3 separate regions of the Sus scrofa genome follow, and regions 2 and 3 are each linked to region 1. The links are chromatin contacts, called in public HiChIP or PLAC-seq maps. All regions are on one chromosome and are shown on one strand. Each heading gives the region's core, a stretch centred on a gene start, on an enhancer-like site or on the middle of the called end of the contact. The rest is flanking DNA. Distances are from core to core; before and after follow the strand shown. Region 1 holds the start of SNRK (SNF-related serine/threonine-protein kinase). Region 2 overlaps LOC110256581 (a long non-coding RNA gene). Region 3 overlaps LOC110256580 (a long non-coding RNA gene).

Region 1 (3,089 bases), core at 127-2,626:
CACTGAAAATCCTCTGGGAGAGCATTAGAGTGGTAATTTCACCCCTTTACTTGGTGACAGGGTTCCCTGAGTAGTGATATCTCCCTAAGGAGAAAAGTGCAAGGCCTTCTCATTTTCCAGCAACAAAGGAAGGAATTCCATAAACCAAGTTAGAAGCTGTGAGTTATTCTTTCTAAGCCAGTGTTATCCCAGAGTTGGAGCCTTGACTCTGCCCTGAGGGTCAGAGACCCCCTTTAATAGAAAACCTTACTTACTACCCTGAGGGTTTGCACCTCCCAACAATCCACTCCTGCTTCCCAGTCATCTTCAGACACCTGGGAGAGAGTCTGAAAGAAGAGCCTTCTGACATTTGCAGGTCCAAAGAGACTTTTGCTAAAGCTATCTAAATTTCTCTTCTCATCCAGACGATTTAATCAAACTTGGAGCACCTAAGCAGTAGTTTTTGTTTGTTTTACCCCTGCTTGTGTCTTTCACTGCGAGGGTTCCTTTCTTCCGGGAGGGGTGGAGATCAAGGGAGAATCAGGGAAAAGTAGGTTGGAGAAATCTGGCATCTGGCTTGTCACTCCCTTCCAGGAACCCTGGAGAGCCGAACTCCATTGCGCGCCAAGCTTCCAAGAGTGGGAGACGGGAGCCCTTGCTCCTCTTTGCCACCCTCCCAAACCCAACCTCTGGCCTGCGCTAAGCTCCCTGCGGGAGCCACCCGGCTGGTGACCATGCTGCGGAACCATCTAGTGTACGGTTAATGCCCGGCGTGTTCTGAATCCCTGACTTCATGTTTTAATACTTCCCACGACTTTTCACCTTTCCACGCTTTTCCTGAGGAGGCCGCCTGGCTAGGCAAATGCCTCCCGGTGACCTTTAAAGCCAGCGCTGCATTCAAATGCTGGGTTTTTCTCCTTTTGTTTAAATAGCAACAAAATCAACAAAATTCCTTCAAATTGGATTCCCAGAGAGAAGAAACTGTAGAGAGAGAGGAAAAAAAATATATATACGAATACATATTGAACACTTTCCCTATTCTTGCTTAAACTTGTGTCGGGAGATGGGGTGAGCCTTTAAAAGGGTACAATGCCCTCATCCCCGGGGCCCAGGACGCAGAGTCCTGTGAGGATGCGGTCCCTTCTCTCCGATTTCCCCCACTTTTCTGGGGGGAATTGTCCTTTGTCCCTACTGCTTACTCCTTCATCATCCTCTCTCCTGCTTCGGCGCTCGCCCCTTCCTACCGCCAGCCGCAGCGCAGACACTGGGGTCGAGAAGCTGCCAGGATGCCCTCCAGCACCACGCTCGCGGGAGCCCGCAGGTGCTCCCCGCCCCGCCCTCCCCGAGGCCCGGCCCCGGCGCACGCGTCATAGTGACGTATGTCTCGCGCAGGCGCATATCGGCCCTCAGCCCCACCCCCTCCCCGCGGCCCGCCGCCCGCTTGGTATTATGATTAGCGCTGGGTGCGGGGATTCGGCGGCCGGGAGGGAGTCTTTGGCGCCGCGGCCGCTGTGGACTGACGCCGCCTGCCAGCTGAGGTAGGAGCGAGCGCAGAGCTCGGTCAGGCGCCGCGGCCGTGGGCGGGGGTGGGGCCGGCCTCCGCCGCCTAGTCGCCTCGGCGGTTGCCGGGCTGGGCTCTCGGGCCGGGGCGCCCGCCGCAGGCGGAAAGTAAGTTGCGCGCTCCGCGCTCTCCGCGCCGGCCGCGTCTCGGGCCCGGACTGCGGCGGCCCAGACTCGGCGCGGCGGCGGCGGCGGCGGGGCCTGGCGCCTGGCGGCGGGCGGCGGCGGGGCCCGGACGGGAGCGGGCACTGCGGCGGCTGGCCGCGGGCGCACCGAGGCCCTGCCCTTGGGGCCGCAGCGGGATTGCGGCACCTCGGGAGGCGCCCGCATCCCCACGCCCCGCCCCGGAGCGGGCCGAGTGCGGCGTGTATTCTTCACCAAATGTGTTTTCCTTTCTCAAAAGATCTAGCAATCTGGCGCAGCAAGGGAATTCCTTGCTAAAACTGCAGCCGTACAATAGAATGGGGATATTGTTGTCTGTAGAGAAAGGGCATCGGGGTAAGGAAGGAGGAGCAGTGCCATTCCCAAGGGACAGCTAGAATTTTTCAGATTGGAAAACCTCCTTTCTTTTCCATAGTCATCGCCTGTTGATTTCTTTCTGGACCGTTTTGCAAAAGCCTTCCTGACTTTAACTTGGACTTGGGATCTAGGAAAGTGACAACCTTTTATCCTGGGCCGGGAGGGGTGGTCCTGGAGCTGTGCTGTTCCTAACAGTTGGATCAGATAAAATCCAGTCGCTTTATAGGGAGTTCGGTTCAAGTCCAGTATTGGAGAGGTGGGGTTTAGCAGTAGTCAACCGACAGACGTCTGAGAATATAGAATTTTTCAAACTGTCAAGTTACTTTTTCCTCCTTTCCATTTAATTGAGTACATTTTCACAGTCTTAGGAGCAGCTGGTAAAGCTGACTTAATGCGTTTCACGTTTTATGGTGAAAGGTGAAGCATGGTGAGCAGGTGATGAACTGCAAGTGTTTGGCAGCCTGTTTAATTTCCACCGGATTCCTATCAAGCATCAGCTGCTGCAGTTTAGGTTCCTTGTATGGGGTTGGGGAACTAGCCTCAAATCAGTCTAATTTATCGGGATCTGTCTCAGTGTACTTTAAAGCCTAGCGTTGTCAAGGTTTATGTAATCAATTTGTTAATTTATGATCTTGCTACATTGCTCTCCAGATTTATAAAATCATTCCCTTGAGGAAATCTGTCTTCAACGTCTGCTTAAATATTTCTGTTGGAATTGGATTCCTGAAGAGGAATGTACTGTACAAGTGGTGATTAAAGTGTTCTAATTAGACAAGTTTCTTTAAAAAAAAAAAATCATGTTGATTCTTCTGTTTGACTGTCTAATTGTTCCTCTTAGGAAAACAGACGACATTCCCATTTTACAGAACTAGAAATGAAAGAAATTAAATGACATTCCCAAGGTCACATATTGAAGCAGTGTAGTAATTGAAACTGCACTGTGCTAACTTTTCTTAATATTCCATCTTTAAGGCTTTCCAGACAGGGAACTTAGAGTGCTACCTTTCTATTTTTTAAATTTGCAAAATCGA
Region 2 (3,150 bases), core at 473-2,972, 100 kb before region 1:
CCTCTCCTAGCTGTCTCCATCAAGCAGGGCCACAGCCAGGCATCCCATCGGCCTCTCTCCCTCCCCCTGACCTTCTAGGCCTCTGACCTCAGCCACCAGTGTCTTAGAGGTTGTCCACCAGGAAAGATCACAGAATCAAATTATATAGGTAGAGAGCAAGGGGACCAGCCCTGAAAGCCAGCATCCTGGAGAGGCAGCTTCCATCCTGCTCACTCCAGCCTTGACAGGTGCTGTCCCGTCTGTGGGTTTTGCCACTGGAAGTTTCCAAAAGGCCCAGTAAGATCCATTCCTTTGGCTGACTTGCCATATGAAATGCCCCAGGCTTGTGGCCAGAGCTTGGAGGATATTCCCCCTCCCATCCCACCCCTTTCTAAGTCTGACCCCAGGGCCTCACCCAGGTGAGGGTGACACAGACGCAGAGCTCAGAACCACACTGGGAGAGGACCTCAACCTCATCTAAAGCGAACTTTGACCTTTGCTATTTCCCATCAGCTTTGTGGGGTAATCAGAGGGACCAGTGGGGGAATAAAGCTGCATTTACCAAGCTTAGCACTCATTCCCTCATTAATCCTCCGAGTCACCGATATGAAGCAGGGAGAGGCCAAGTGCTATTATAGCCTTTTAGCCACAACAGTGGGTAATGACCTGCCTGTGTTGTGCATGAGTCATGAGCAGAGTGATGTCCAAGCCCTGATCTCTGGACCCTGGCGCAGCGTCTCTCCTCGCCTGGCAGTGAGGGAGTGGGGGGAGGGCATGTGGGCATCCTTCTTTCACTTTCCATGGCCCTCTGCTTGCTGTGGAAAGGCAGGCATCATGGACAGAGATTGGCCTAGCAGCTGCCTAAGCAGTGTGATCTCAAGTTCAAAGACGGACATCTTCCTTCTGCCATAGGTCTGCAACCTGCCCAAATGGTTACCATTCATAGTTCTTAGTGGCATTGGCAAGAGTGAGCTCCTGGCCCAGATATTTGGGAAATATGGGTGACTGGCAGCCTCTGCTTCCCTGATGCCTTGTCTCTGGGTCTTGGTCAAACATCGCCTCTCTCCGTTGAAGTGTCAGCCAAGGTTGGTTCATCAGCCCAGCTGAACGCTGGGCAGAGAGTGGCACAGATCCATTTTGCTTGGGATGGAGGGAGTCACAGAAGCAGCCATGGACATGTGGAGCAGGTCATCTCAGAGGCAGACTTGAAGGCAGGAGGCATCTGCGGTTGAGGCCAAGGCTATGGAGAGAGACAAAGGGGAAGCAGGTCCTTCGAAAGTGCTAAGGACACATGTGCCCCAGACTCACACTTGGCTTTGGTTGAAAGGGTTTTTTTGGTTTTTTTTTTTAGGGCCCCACCCACAGCTTATGGAGGTTCCCAGGCTAGGGGTCAAATCAGAGCTACAGCTATTGGCCTACACCACAGCTCACAGCAATGCCAGATCCTTAACCCACTGGGCAAGGCCAGGGATCAAACCTGCCTCTTCATGGATTCTAGTCGGGTTCATTACCACCAAGCCACTATGGGAACTCCTGGTCAAAAGGCATATTGCCTGATTCCATTTATTACCCCTTTACCTTGTGCCAGGCTCCGGGCAAATCCACCTTCATGTGATCTCAGTTTCCAGGTGAACATCTGACACTCAGAGAGGTGAACTGGCCGTGTGTGTGCATAGCCCAGAAATGGTTGAGCTGGACTTTGAACCCCTGCCTGTCTGGAGCCTAAATGATCCCACTTTCCAGAACATTCCTGAACATTTACTCACAGATCTGAGTAAGTTGTGGGGAGGGAGGGAGAGAGGAAAGGAGGAGAGCAGCTCAGACGCAGAGAGGAAATGGCAGGGTGGAGGCACGGGAAATCCTGGCTGTGTCCACATACGCTGTCAGCACAGAAACGGAACTGTTTTAATGTCAAGGCTGGATGCAGCCCCAACAGAACGGCAAAGGCAAAGTGTGTTTGCCTCTGCAGCTGGCCTTTAAAATACACTTTCCTCAGCAGTTGGAGCCTTGATGAACATCTAGATCTTCCTAAATTAAAGCCTTTGAAACAAAAATAATAATTTCAGGTTACAAAGCAAATATGCTCGGGCTTTGTGGCTAGATGTCTGTTGATCTCTGACATCCAGGCTATTCCTGCTCACCTGGTCCCTGCTTTTATTGGATTTGCTGGAAGGCGTTCTGGAGAAAAGGGGACATCCTGGATAAAAGATGGCCCAGGAAATGGAGGAGGAAGGCAGGCCCAGCAGGGGCTGATGACCACAAATCCGGCAGCACCTGCCAAGTCCCTGAATTGTTGGCCTCATTTGACCCCTGCGTTCCTTGCGGGTTCGTTTTGCAAGAGAGCCACGGAAGGTTCTGGAGCCCTGTCTACTTTGGGGTGTAGGACTCCCACCCCCCTCAAAGTTCCCTGGGAAAACTTCCCATGCAAATAAAGCTGCAAAGGCCCTCCCACCGCAGTGACAGTCACTCCCTGCTGGGTCACTGTGAGCAGGTGACTTTACTTCTCTTTTCTTATCTGGAAGAGGAGAAAGGCTGTAACACTTCAAAAGTGCAACCTCTTAGGGTCATGATGGGAACACAAAGTGAGAAGGGATGCCAGGCACTAGGAAGACCCTGGGGCACAGAGCACAGGGAGCTGTGCTATGAAGGGTGCTGGTGAGGCTGTGGAGATCACATGGGCCGAGGGAAGCCTTATTGCACACGTGCTATAGGTCAGAAGAGGTGACCTCCTTCAGGACTTTCAACAATCCCTTAAGGAAGAGGTTATCACCAGCAATTATAGATAAGGACTGCAGGAGATAAAGAACTGCCTACGGTCATGGAGTTTAGGGGCCACACGTCAGCCTGGCTCCAGGCACTATTGTCTGATTCAGCGCCCCCTCTGCCCAGAAGCCCCACGACCGGGCCTGAATTTATATTCCCGATACCTGCTTAGGTTGTCGGGGAATGAAACCACTGCCCTCAAGGTAAGAGCTGGAACAGGGGCACAGGTACTCCCCATTCTCCGACCCCCTGTGGGTGGCCTTGTCTGTCATTTACAGACAGTTAGTGGGGCCAGAGGGGAAGACACACCAAGGAAACTGAAAAGCGAGAACAAAACTAGAAGAGGAGTTGGCAATGACGTCCTGCCGCACAGCACATGGAACCATATCCACTCTCTTGGGAGAGACC
Region 3 (3,339 bases), core at 382-2,881, 120 kb before region 1:
GGGCATTTTGGAAATAGTTCAAAAATGATTCTTTGGCCACTGTTGGATGAAATGTGTGCTTTCTTTTATGAAACCTGCTATTTTAGAATCAGGGATCATAAAACTGAACAGAGTCCAGGAAACACGGATGGACTCTTGCTACAGCAAAACCCTTCTCCCACAAAAGAAGGGGGCTACACAGACATGTGCTGGATTAGAACCCAAACATCCACAGTAATTGGGCCTCAGTGCTTCCTTCTCTCCTTTTTTTTTTTTTAATTTACTTTTTAGGGCCACGCTTGGGGCATATGGAGGTTCCCAGGCCAGGGGTCTAATTGGAGCTGTGATCACCGGCCTACACCACAGCCACAGCAACGCCAGATCTGTCTCCTTTTTTTGCTTATTTGCATTTTCCAGTTTTTCTCCAATGAACATGTAATGTTTATATAATGAAAATATTTTTAAAATTTAGTAAGATAAGGGGGAAAAGGACAAATAAAGGCATTTTACATGTAGCACAACCTAGTGTCAGAGGATGGTAACAGATGTTCCCCAAGAAGAGGTCTCGTGATGAAATAAGTTGGGAAACAATGAGTTAAGCAAAGCTATTTGGATTTTTCTCCCTGCAGTACCTCTCAGAGCCTTTAAGATGCTGGCAGGTAGTGTGACCTTTAAGAAGGGGCTGTTTCTAGCAATTTTACCAACAGTAACCGATCTCTGAAGCCCTCTTGTGAAGAGTATCTCTGTTCACTGAGTGTCTGTGGGACACATTTTGGAAAATTGCTCCCCCAAGCACTGCCTGCGAGCAGAATTGGAGAAACAATCCCAATCCCATTAGGCTGCATCCTCGTGAGATCTGCACAGCTGAATGATGGGGATGCCTTTTTAGAAGAAGAAACCTGAGACTGCGTCGGGCTTTCAGACCAGGGGCGCCGCTGCAGTCTCACTGGTTGATTAAGAACTGTGGTCAGGCCCATGACAGATTTTATTATCAATTAAGGGACCTGGAAAGTAAGAAAAACATCCTGAAGCATCTAGTTGGTAGGACACTGGGCGTTTGGTTCAGCAAAGACTGTAGGCCATGACTAAACAGAAGGCATCACCCCTTAATTCCAAGGGCATAAAATATCCCTGCAAATGAAATGGTCCAAAGGAGAATAAAAGGAGCAATGGAGAGTGGGTGCAGCAGACAGATGGGAGGCTGCCCATATCTGCTGGGGCCTCAACATGACAAGGGCTGGCCCTCCATTTGCCAAGATCCGCATCTCTGCCTGGAACCTGCGAAGGCCGTCAGGCCCTAAGTGCCTAAGAATTGATGGCCAGCAGCCCGCAACCAACGAGGAACTCTCCTGCCTCTCCAGCAGGATGACTGAGGTGCTAAGTCCATACTGGCTTAGAGAATTCCCCGGTGGGCCGAATCTCCAGTTGCCCCTAGTGGCCTCTGGTTTGCTAACAAGCCTTTTATTAGCTGCCTTCCCTTCCCTGCCTCCCTTTGCCTAGGAAACTGGGTTAAGTCCTGCAGGAATTTCTCTCCTGGTAAGATTCCTAGTAAGAAGGCCTGTTTTCCTGGTTTCCATAATCCTCCAAGCCATTGCTCCACTCCAGGGAGTGAAGAGCAGTTCCCTCTGATTTCTGACAGAGGGCAGCATTTAGTTTTCTACCACCACCAGGAGATGTATTCCTAGGACTTGCAAATGACTCCAGCTCAAAATAAAGGAAAACAAATTGAAATGAGGATTTTAATCACTGCGAAGGGAATGAAAGGCTGTGTCAGCGTTTCCATGGTAAGTGCCGTCTTTCAGGGATTTATCATCCCAGCTGTAAAAATATGCTTTATGCTAGGATTTGGCAAGAGCAAGGCTTCAGTCACTGAAAAATCTATATATTATTAAAGATTCCACTTTCAATCCAGTTGGAAATGTGACTCTGTCCAAATGGCACAGAATGCCCCTCTGCCCCTCGGGGCTGCCAACAGAGCCACTGCATCCCTGGCCAATTCCACTGGGCACCAGCTTGGAGAAGTGGCAGAGGCACAGCCCCTGGCCCGGTTGCACTAAGGAAGACGCCTGGATCTCTGTGGAGGCAAAGTGGTCCTGGGCTGGGGATAGAGTCGGGTAGGGGGTGCTGTCTGTGCGGTTGCAGGTGGCTCTGAGGACTGGCACACCTTCTCCCTCTCTCACGCCCTGGGTCCCAGGGCCACTGAGGGGGGAGAGGGGCGAGGTGGGCGAGGGGTACCAGTACAACCACACAGGCTCCTCCCCCGCACCCCGGCTCATGATGCAGAGGCCCCGATGTCGTCACAAGGGGAAGAATCTTAGGCTGAATTGACCGGAAACCTTTGGCTCATTCTGATTTTAGCTCGCAGCCTGAGCTCCGGGCATGTGAAGGGAATGACAGTCATGTGATCAGCCAACAAGGAGGCAGTTTGGGTAACACAGGACCTGGTCTGAACCTTTGTGATATCACATTAAAGTCACGTCTGCTTGGGTTCAAACAGGACCAGATTTACAGAAACTTTGGTGTGCTCTTTGTTTGAAACAGGGTGGTGGGCGTGGAAGGGGAGCACTTTACAATAAAGAAAAAAGTTAAGAGCAGAAATAGCAACTTTTTATAATCTGAAATAAATCTTTAGTAGGTGCCAGTCCGTGTGCTTATCACGTCTTAGGTATTAGCAGTTGCATCTTTCCCTGACACAGTGGTGGGTATGTTACTTCCATTGAAAAGGTGAACAAATCGACAGTCCCAGGTTGAGGAACTCGCCCTCAGGGAGGGCTCATGCAGAGCAGGTGGCAGAGTGCACCCGCGTTCTGGACTCCAGTAGGGTCTGAACTCCCCTCCGTCGACACAGTTCAGGAGCAGCGCTTTGGGATCCCATCAGCCCTTCTCCTCCTGCCAGCGGGCAGCCTGGCACAGTCCTCGTCTGTATAGCAGCCCCGCTCATTTCTCCGGCTGGGACAGATGACTGCTGCAGAGGGCAGACCTCGGAGCAACGGCTAAGCTTAAAGGGGCAGACTGGCTACCAGGCACAGTCGGCAGGGCTAGGTATGTGTTCTCTATGTCATCTCATTCACCACCACTCCAGCAACTGCCCCAGGCAGGTACTTGTGTTGTCTCCATTTTATAAAGAACACCAGGAACAGAGAGAGCAAATCATTTCTCCAAGGTCACACGCAAGCCTGTAGGAGAAGATAAAAATGGGATACTAGCTCAGGCCGCTTGACTCTCAAGATGAAACCAGGGAATGCTGCCTGGGGGAGAGTGAGTTTCCCCAGGCTCAGAATGTCCAAGGAAGTTCTGCATATTCATTGGTTAGCCTAAGCGGCTGGGCTGGACAGGATTTCAAGCCAGCTGGTCCCACCC

The links. HiChIP or PLAC-seq counts read pairs in DNA pulled down with a chosen protein or histone mark.
Region 2: an H3K27ac HiChIP or PLAC-seq map of skeletal muscle shows a contact between it and region 1. The contact joins the enhancer-like site here to the promoter of SNRK in region 1. A contact is called at or near these places in 1 of 5 promoter capture datasets (liver), 11 of 47 Hi-C or Micro-C datasets (brain, embryonic fibroblasts, fetal heart ventricle and 6 more) and 1 of 2 datasets of contacts at active chromatin or transcription factors (skeletal muscle).
Region 3: a contact with region 1 is called in an H3K27ac HiChIP or PLAC-seq map of skeletal muscle, with 4 times the contacts expected there. The contact joins the enhancer-like site here to the promoter of SNRK in region 1. A contact is called at or near these places in 1 of 5 promoter capture datasets (liver), 9 of 47 Hi-C or Micro-C datasets (brain, embryonic fibroblasts, fetal heart ventricle and 5 more) and 1 of 2 datasets of contacts at active chromatin or transcription factors (skeletal muscle).

Annotation. Positions count from the first base shown.
Region 1 is chr13:26,667,832-26,670,920 of Sscrofa11.1, forward strand. It overlaps SNRK (SNF-related serine/threonine-protein kinase), which reads left to right and starts at 1,377. Exons shown (of 8, transcript XM_021071714.1): 1 at 1,377-1,517. The coding sequence starts at 1,429. It overlaps LOC102166555 (a long non-coding RNA gene), which reads right to left and starts at 1,295. Exons shown (of 2, transcript XR_306751.3): 1 at 1,179-1,295; 2 at 744-960.
Region 2 is chr13:26,567,874-26,571,023 of Sscrofa11.1, forward strand. All of the region lies in intron 1 of LOC110256581 (a long non-coding RNA gene), which reads left to right. Among named protein-coding and RNA genes, the nearest start is that of POMGNT2, 66 kb to the left of the region's middle. Within about 2 kb of position 1,723, at least 35 of the 83 cell types and tissues checked have an H3K27ac peak or open chromatin away from gene starts, as enhancers often do. A contact at or near this core is called in embryonic fibroblasts, liver, retroperitoneal adipose tissue and 2 more, where this site is marked.
Region 3 is chr13:26,549,105-26,552,443 of Sscrofa11.1, forward strand. LOC110256580 (a long non-coding RNA gene) reads right to left here. Exons shown (of 2, transcript XR_002338245.1): 2 at 1,705-3,155. Among named protein-coding and RNA genes, the nearest start is that of POMGNT2, 47 kb to the left of the region's middle. Within about 2 kb of position 1,632, at least 25 of the 83 cell types and tissues checked have an H3K27ac peak or open chromatin away from gene starts, as enhancers often do. A contact at or near this core is called in brain, fetal skeletal muscle, liver and 3 more, where this site is marked.